2 separate regions of the Gossypium hirsutum genome follow, and region 1 is linked to region 2. A link is a contact called in public Hi-C data. All regions are on one chromosome and are shown on one strand. The core of a region is the stretch at or near the end of the contact, and the rest is flanking DNA. Distances in the headings are between cores, read along the strand shown. Region 1 has its middle 7.7 kb from the start of LOC121219005. Region 2 holds the start of LOC107901708 (U-box domain-containing protein 17).

Region 1 (4,648 bases), core at 1,608-4,107, 320 kb after region 2:
TTACTAAAATCGTTAATTTAACTATTAAATGACATTCCAGATCTTATGTGACATAATTAAATGAAAATGCTAAGAAAAATGAATATTATAAAATTGTATGTTTTGAAAATCTTAGTGTTGAGGTTTTCAAAGTTTTTATAGAAGTTGTATCGTTCACTCTTTTTTTTCAATTTTACCTTGTTTTTGTTTTTTACTTTTAAAAGTTATGCGACAATGTTCTATTTCTTTAAATTTTTCATTTTAACTTTAGCTACATAAGATTTGATGTGTCATTTAACGTTTTGAATAACGTAAGGACCTAATTGATATAACATCAATAGTTTAGGAATGTAATTAGAATATTTTGAAATTTAAGAATAAATTTAGAATGATGGTCAGAGTTTAGGGGTGTCCAATGCAATTAACTCTTATTCCTATTTTACCTGTTTTTACTAAATGGCTAAAATTATTATCGATCTTTATAGATCCAACTTTAATCACAACTACATACAAAATTTATATTTTTGAATAAAAATTATTTTAATTAATTTGATTAAGCTTGCAAACCATTGAAGTCAAGCATTTAAGTATTTGAATTTCACTCATCAATATCTTGAAATGCCCCTCGATTGTAAACTAGTTAAATTTAATCCAAACACAAAATTTTCATTTATTTGTAGATGCTTAACTTATATAAATACGAACCAATTGGATATCTAATGGAATTTTTTTAAAAAGAGAGGGCGGCGAGGAGGGGGGGGGGGTTGCAATATGTTGTTCATAATTTTGCATTGAAAAACATCATGGGCCAATTCTAAATCATGATTACAGTGCGACCTAAGAAGAAGATCAAAGTATTAAAAGAAAACGTAGGACTCGCCTTGATCAAGACCAGACATTTGCTATCTCCTTTATATCAAATCATTACTATAGGACAAATCTTAGCATTTTAAATTTATGTACCATGAGAAATATTATCGTAATTAATTGTCGAAAATCAATAATATTAACTTAAAATTGTTTTCTTGAGCTTCATGATTGCAATTTGGGAAGTTTGGGTTTTGACGTGGTTGTGTTTCAGACTGAAGCCCATGTGAAAGTGAACGGTTTGGAGACCATGCAAAAGCCCTTAGAACGTTGGCCTTACAGCTTATGTTGGATTCCTTGCCTAAAATGTGGCTTAAGGAGATACGTTTAAGAGTTTGGTTATTCTCAAGTGTAAAACTTTCATAACATTGTAAAAGTGTTTAATTAAAAGTAATACATTAATAAAATGAAGTTTTAGATAATAAAAAATACGACCATTTTAAAAAATGAATTAGACTTTTGGCTTCAACATTTTGAGTTATTTTTATATTTACTTATATATGTAATTCATTTCGTATAATAATTAAATATATAAACATTAAAATTGTTAAGTTAATCATGTTATATAACTTTGTTATATTCCTACCCAATCGCGCCTGAATTCATCTTTTTGGCTTTACCAGGCATAGGCCTCATTTTTAGGGTATAAAATAATTTAGTCCTGTGGAAATGTAGTTCAATGCATTCAAGAGAACAATCAAAACTGAAAAAAAAATCATTTTACTATGCTCAAGTATTAACAATAAAAATTAAGGTCTGAAAAATAAATGCCATAAAATAATTTCCTGATCATTTCATTATACCAGGATCATATAAATGCCATAGAAACTGATACTCGCTTCTTTCTTAAATTATCATTTTGCAGTTTAGAACTTTAGATTTCAAAGCTTTGTTTGTAATTTTATAATTTTAATACAATTACCAAGTTTCAATGCCAGACTTTTTTCTAAGAATGCCCACCAAATTTCGGTTACGGGTTAATTTCATATCATAAGTTGTTCACTAGCTACCAATTGTGCATTTGCATTTATCTCCATTTCACTTATGTAATATTTGTGTCCGATGAATCATATGTCACGAAGATGGTGTGATATTTAATTTAATTTCTATAGCATCATTTTATTTAAAAATCCCTTGTCCCAACTCATGGTAATTTTAAATATCAAATAGGCTGGTTTCTTTTCCCTTCATTTGTTTGATATTAGTGTTAGAGGTGAGCAAAATCCAATTCGATTCAAAAAAAATTGATAAAAAATTTAAATTTTGAATTAAATATTTCGAGTTATTTAAGTTAATTGAGTTATTTAGATCAACTCGAATAAAAAATCAAATTTTCTGGTCTAACTCGAATAGGAATTACACAATTCGAGTTATCCGAAAATCCGAATAAGAAAAGACAAAATTACATTGTTTTGATAAATTTTTACCTATTAAGTTAAAAGGCAAAACCATTATATTGTTTATGTAGTAAAATAATTTTGTACTTCGTCTACTAGTTAAATAATCGGTCCATGTAAACGCAATATTAAGTATAAATAATAGTATTCGTTAACTCGACTCGACTTGACTCAAATTTTTTTGACTCAATTCATTCGAAAAAAATTCAAATTAAGTTTTATTGTTAAAATAAAATTTGTCAACTCGACTTACTTAAATTTTTTTACTCAACTCAATAGAATATCACCCCTAATTACTATCTAATGCGCTTAAAGCATAATTTATCTGACCTTCTCTAGAAAATTTTTGGGGCCTTCAATAGCAAGCTAAATGAGAAGGAACTCTTACGAGAGGTGAGTACCTCCCGCATATGTTTTTTATTAGAAAAAAAAGTTGTTAATAGGTCAGGAGTTGGATCCTCCGCATGATTTATCTGTGTTTTTTTATGAAGGGATGAACATCACGGGTGCTCATCTATTAAAAAAAAAAGAAAAAAGATAAGAGTAAGGGGAACCACGAGGGGTTCCCCACGGGGTGTAACATCCCTCCCGTATGCATACATTATATATATATATTAAAAAAAAGACAATGAAATAGAAATGGAGTGATGAACCTCACGCGTGTGACCCCTTCCCATGCATACGTGTATTTATTATAATAAAAACATTAAGTGAAATGGGTATGTACATCCCCATTCTCGAATGTGAGACCCCACGGAAGGTTACCCTTCTGTCTATATATGTTATAAAAAATTTGAGTTCACTGTGAACCACATAGTGTATGTATATATTTTATATTGACAAGAGAAGAAGCATAGGACCATGAGAGGTTTATAGTACTCATGGACGGTTACACCCCATAGACGGAGGTTGGTATTGCACGCGAATTGTTTGATATAAGGCCTCAGAGGGATTTTGATGCCATTGTCTGTATATGAATATGATTGTCTATATATGCTTATATATGAATGCCTATATAAATCTCAGAAAGGAAGCCCACGAAGGGTTTTCAAGAGTGGTTATACCCCTTTACATATTTGTATATCCATATAATGAATAATGTAAGATAAAGAGAACCCACGAATTGTTCCGGTGGGTGGTTATATCTCTTTCTATGTTTTTATATCCGTATAATGTATATTGTTAGACAAAGAGAGCCCACAAGGGGTTCCCGCGAGTGGCTATACCCCCTGACATGTATATATGTTCATATAGTGTTTTTTATTAGAAACGAAACCTGCGAGGGACTCTTGAAGATAGTCACATCTACTATTTATGTTTATGTCATATCTATAAATTTGAGACACTACATTTGTAACTCCACTTTCATTGTGTAAATCCAAGTCGAGTAGACTTGGTCGATGGTTGTGATTCAACACAGAAGGACCTTACTCTTCACATAATTTCGAGTTGCAAGAGTATATGGTACTGTGATCGACCTATGATTTTTCTGGTAAGCCTTATTTTTTCCATAAGCCTCCCCCCATGCGTCTGGGAGTAGGATCTATCGAAAGCCTTCCACTTCAACACCAAAACTTGTTAAGCTAGCCATAGTTGCTAGTATTAAATTGTATCTTCCTACATGGAGAGATAATGAATGTGAGAGAAGGAGATAAAAGGAGGAGAGCTTGGATAGGGAGAAGAAAGAGAACAATGTCATGTGCTTAACTATTTTTAGTGTTTGAACTGTTTGGAGCCATATCTTCCATCGAACTCGTACCGTACTAAGCCACAAAACGTTACAAGCATAGAAGACAAATGTGACTTAAGCGTTCTCTGTGCATAACTTTCTGAAATTGCTAACAATTATACTGAATAAAATTTTTTTATTTACATGATTGTGTCTGCTACCTATCTGTTTGATTTATGTTAATGGTGATATTGTTAAACATTTGGTTATGGGAATTACTTCTAAGTTGTTAACAATGTAACTTTGCAAACTAATCCTAATTTACTTTAAAAAGTTTTCAAGGCATCGAACTATCAAGATTAAGTTGCAAGTGCGATAAGAATCATTATACCTTTAATATTTGACAATCATGTTCTTAGTAGTAATAAAATCCAAGGGACGTCTCCTTTTTCCATGCAATATGTCTAGACTTGGTGTGCTTGAGGGCAAGCAAAAAGTTAAGTGTAGAGGATTGCAAGTGTAGGAGTATGATCTGTCATGATTTAGGTTTTTATTTACATCCATCTTCACTAACTCTAGCTTTTTTAAAGAAAGAAATCAAGCCATTCTCGTATTAATTTTTTTTTTCTTTTCTCTTTTTCCCATATATGTGTATTGGTTGCTTGAGGACAAGCAACAAGTTAAGTGTGGGCGAGTTTGATCTGTCACGAATTACACTATTATTTACATCCCTTTT
Region 2 (5,078 bases), core at 1,309-3,808:
CACCCAATCCACCAAAATGCAAGGATGCATTCTCGCACCTCTGAAACACTCTAGCAAGTGATGCGGCCTTTCTTCTTGCCCGTTTCGTACCTGTAAACAACAGTGTCTGAAGTAAGCCAGCCAATGCTGGGGCCCCGAGCACTCTTTCGGTTGCAGCAGCCCCACCACTGCGGCACAACTCAAGCAGTGCTGCAACTGCATTCTCTTTACCTCTTGCGGTTCCACATCTCATCATCGTTATTAACCCTGCCACAGCCATTTCTTCCTTCCCCACGGCTTCAGCCCCGATTGGTTGCCTGACAATTAAGGCCAAGGCACCTGCAGCTTCCTCCGCAACCCCTTCATTCCCCAAAGCTCCGACAAGTGCTGTAACTGCTCCAACCTCTATCATTCTCGCATAATTGTCCGAATGAGTCGACAGATTAAATAAAGCAGTTACGGCATCCTTCTTCCCTCTTGGCGTCCCCACTCTCAACAACCCTGCTAAGGCCTCAATTGCCCCTCCCTGATCTGCTATTCTCTTCTTATAGTCATGAACAGCTGAAAGGCTGAACAAAGTTGCTGCAGCATTTTCCCGCGCCTCCGTTGTGAGCCCGAGCCTCAAGACTTCAACAATCGATCTTAGACAACCATCCTCATCCATAATAAGGCTTTTGTTTTTATCATAAATGGATAAGTTCAGCATTGCAGTAACAGAATTCTCTTGAGCAACAGGGTTTGAAGATGACAGCAGCTTGCATAAATGTGGTATTGCCCCAGCCTCTGCAATAAAAGCGCGGTTTTTCTTTCCTGTTTTAGCCAGCAAGCGAATCTCTCGAGCAGCAATAGCTTGAGCTCCCTGTGATCCATTAGCTAGATGTTGAACAAGAAGGGTTGTTGTTGCTCTATTAGCTTCAGTTGCAGCTTTGATTGGCAAAGCTTCAGCAAATGACTCTGCAGGTGCATCTGCAGCCTCCGGGGGATCATATGGGACACTATGAGCAGTGCACCACTGCATGATCAAATTCCTCAAAGCCCGATTAGGAACAAGGCGAGTATGGATGAGCATTTGGCCCGTCTTTGGACAAGTACAATGGCCTTCCTCCAACCACCTAACTATCGAACTCCGATCATAAGTCTGCCCTGTCGAAATTATCACCGGATCTGTCATCAAGTCCAAAGATATTGGACAACAAAAGTCCTTAGGGATAGTTACAAAGGTATCCGCGATCTCTCGAGTAATCAACCCTTTCCTCGGTTTCTTCTGTTTCCTAGAAGGCAACTGCACCTCATCTTCCTCAAAACCAAATAGTAAAAACCTACAGTATCTGGTAATTGCAACAAACCCATTAAGCACACAAGCCGTAGGTTCAATATCCCCCTCGTGGTTCACAATTTGCTCCTCCAAGAACTCAATTTCAGACCTACAACTTTTAGCATCCCTAATTCCCAGTCTTTCCACAAAGAACAATCTTATGTCCACATGATTTGGAATCCTCCCGTTGTCAAATTCATTAAGAAACGAAAAGAACCTAAGCCTTAAATTCTCATCACTTTTATCGACATACAATTTAGCCTTCCTAGCATGTTTTTGCAACAGCTCAACCTGTTCCCTAACATCATCGCTCAATCCAACATCATTTATTGGAAAAACATCCAAAAGGGTAGAAATTTCTTGATTCAAATCATGGAAATGGCCCGAAATTGAATGGTTTTGAAGCAAAAGCCACAACTTACTGGATTGAGCACAATAATCAAGTAGTATCTTGGACCTATAGAGCAACAAATAGAGCTCCTTGAAGCACAAGATGGCTGTTGAAGGCAAGTTTGGCATGGACCGTGATCCAGAATCCCTCAGATACTCCAACATAACAAGGAAAATTTCTATCTTCCGAATCAAAGATCGAGAATTCCTCCGCTGGAAGAAGAAAGGTTTGTCGGAAAAGCAATAGATAAGCTCAGAGGAGACGGCTGCCAAGGTTTGAAGAAGAGCTACTTGGGTTAACTCAACAGGAGCCAAGAAAGCCTCTAGAGACGGCGATCTTCTCCTCCTTAGAGAAGAAAATATGGCAGCAGTTGCCATGGTTGATAACTCCGAAGTTGAATTCTCAAACAAGGGTCAGAATAAAAGAAGCAACTCCGGCAAAAAATAAAACAAATGAATTTCTAGCTTTTGAAGATTTTTCAGCCTTATTCTAGCTCTGGGTGGTTAGTTGAATCTTCAAAGGATGTTGTCAACAAAATTTGGTCTTCGATTAAAGACTTTTATACGAAACGAAAAAAATGGGATTCTTTGATTTAAGTAAAAATAAAAAAACCAAAATCCGCGTTTGTTTAGGAAGATGAAGGAACAAAAAGGAAAGTGAATTTTCCTGGAAAGACTTTTCTTTTACATATAATAATAATAATAAATATACTAATTTTCTACCTTTTCCCTTTTGTTTTCTTTGTTTGTGTGTTTTCTCTCTCAAAGAATTTCAATGCAGTTGCTGTGAAAATGACTTGAATGGCTTTGAATGTCCATTCGTTTCTTCTACTCTACTGTTTAAAGAGCAAGAGAGAGAGAGGGCTATTAAATGCGTACAGCTATGGTTACCTTGTCATCTTCTTTATTTTGGTTAAACCATTAAAGACGCATATGAAGGTTTCTTTTGGGGGATTGTTGTTGGTTTAGTAGAGCTGACCAAATAATTTGAGAATATCAAAATTAGATTTTAACCCTCTGCCTGTCTCAATATTTTATTTTTATGGACTGATTTCACTTTAAGTATCTTTGACTTTCTTCTTTTCAAAAATTAAACGCATTTGTTTGAATTCAACTTTTATTTTTATTTAAACAAGGGAAATCATTTAATTCTTTTTTTGAAATTCAATAAATTGATTCCAACTGTTAAAATTCTTTCATTTTGATTTTTAAAATTTAAAATAACTTTTTTCTATGCTGACTCTTCTTTTGTAGGTTTTCTACCTTAATCATATAAAAAAGAGAAGGGATTGTATAAAACTGTAATTCCATGTCATCTTTATTCTTTTTTAATAGGAGCATGACCAATTAGATTTTTCCTCCTAATTTTTAGCATTTTTAGGGTGAATTTGGACGGGTGATTGGACGTGGTGCGATTCGTTTAGCTTACTTTTTGTCTCACGCTACAGCATTACTACAGTATCTAATCTTACCGCCACCACTATTTTTGCACTAATCGTAGGTAAACACACTACCGATCCAAACCCACCCTTAGTTGGATTTAAATTTTTTCAAGAGAAAAAACTAAAAATCAAGAAGAAAAATCTTATTTGTCATGCTCCTATTGGAAAGGAATAAGAATGACATGGAATCACAATTTTAAACAATAAGAATGACATGGAATCACAATTTTAAACAATCTTTTCTCATAAAAAATTATACGAAAACAATTTATTTACAAAGATGAGTCTTAATCTATACATCACATATAAAAGATAATATTTTAAAATTAAATACAATATAATTAAAATGGGTGGTGATGTCAAAATCTACACCCTTTGTCACCCAAACTTTTATTATTTTTTTTAATTTTATATATTTTAGTTCTAAGTGGTATAATTTTGAATTTCATACCTTTATTTTACATTAATTAAAAGTTAGTCCATTTATTTTAATTTATCATAATTTGATATCAGTAAATTTTCGAATTTAAAAAGTTAGTCAAATTTTTTAATATTATTAAACTCGATCATCAAACTATTTACCTCAAGTTTAACTGTTTATCAAATTCATATGCAAAGAATTAACAAAATCATTAATTCAACAGTTTATATATGGCAAATTAAAAAAGAATCAATGATTTAAGTTTATATGCTTTTATCAACAGTTGGATTAGTTTTAATAAAGTACGAGGATTAAATTTTAACAAATAAAAGTAAAGGGATTAGTTTTCAAATTTTTATAATGTAAAGAGATAAAAATTTATAATTAGACCTTTAAAACAAACTTAGCAATACTTGACATTGTATGATTATAGAAAACATATATGATATAGAAAAAATAATTAGAACATGAGAAAACATAAAGACATGAACTTCTCAAAATTTTCTAATTAGCCACGTATAAACAGTTGAATTGATGATTTTTTTTAAATTCTTTGCATATGAATTCGATAAATAATTGATCTTGAGGTAAGTAATTTGATGATTGAATTTAATAGTATTAAATAATTTGACTAACTTTTTAAATCTGAAACATATAAATATCAAATTATGATAAATTAAAATAAATGGATTATTTTGTAATTTTCATTAAATAGAGGTATGAAACTTAAAATCATACCGCAACCACCCCTACAAGTGACTAAAATTATAAAACTAAAATATATAAAATTAAAAAAACAAGTGGTGAAAAAACTCCCGTGACGTCACTCCTTTTTAATTTAAAATATTATTTTTATAGGTGATTATATGATAAGTTGACAACACTATTTTTTATTGTTCAAATAATTTGTTTTCCGCCCTATTTTTATAATTATTTTTTTTATTAATATAAAAATTTTGATAATTTTTCATGGATTTATAAAATTTACTATGAAATAGTACAAGCTTGATTTAAAAAAAATTTATAATACAATCTCGTCCAATATAAAAGATTTTTTTTGTTAAAATAATAAACAATTCAAATTTAAGATTTACTTTTTTTCTTAAAAAAATCCTTTTATTGGATGTTAAAATGCGTAATAGCTAGATTAATGATCTATACTATTATTTAAGTCTTTAATTGAGTTGGTGAGTCAATTGGATATCAATTCGGTTAAAAAATTATGAAAATGCCATTTCATAATTAAAATAAGTTATGTTATTTGATGATATTTTAATTCTTTCATTTAAAAAATAATAAAAATATGCATATGGAGGGATTTAAATCCACGCCAATAACATTAGTAAAAATTTAAATTTACCACTCAATCAAAATTTTATTTTAATTTTACCATGCACATTTTTTCACCACCATCAATTGTATATATCAATAATGTTATTTATGCACACTTTATACATTATTTATTATATGTTGTGTTCTAAATATGTGATTTTTACATGCATACATGTATGATAGAATTTCTAATATTTAT

Evidence for each region. A called contact is a pair of places that touch in the nucleus more often than the background predicts.
Region 1: a Hi-C map of leaf shows a contact between it and region 2, with 2.4 times the contacts expected there. The contact joins the enhancer-like site here to the promoter of LOC107901708 in region 2. A contact is called at or near these places in 2 of 34 Hi-C or Micro-C datasets (hypocotyl and leaf).

What each region holds. Positions count from the first base shown.
Region 1 is chrD06:49,802,345-49,806,992 of Gossypium_hirsutum_v2.1, reverse strand. No RefSeq gene overlaps it. Among protein-coding and RNA genes, the nearest start is that of LOC121219005, 7.7 kb to the left of the region's middle. Within about 2 kb of position 2,857, at least 3 of the 9 cell types and tissues checked have an H3K27ac peak or open chromatin away from gene starts, as enhancers often do. A contact at or near this core is called in hypocotyl and leaf, where this site is marked.
Region 2 is chrD06:50,121,585-50,126,662 of Gossypium_hirsutum_v2.1, reverse strand. It overlaps LOC107901708 (U-box domain-containing protein 17), which reads right to left and starts at 2,558. Exons shown (of 2, transcript XM_016827802.2): 1 at 1-2,558. The coding sequence starts at 2,062.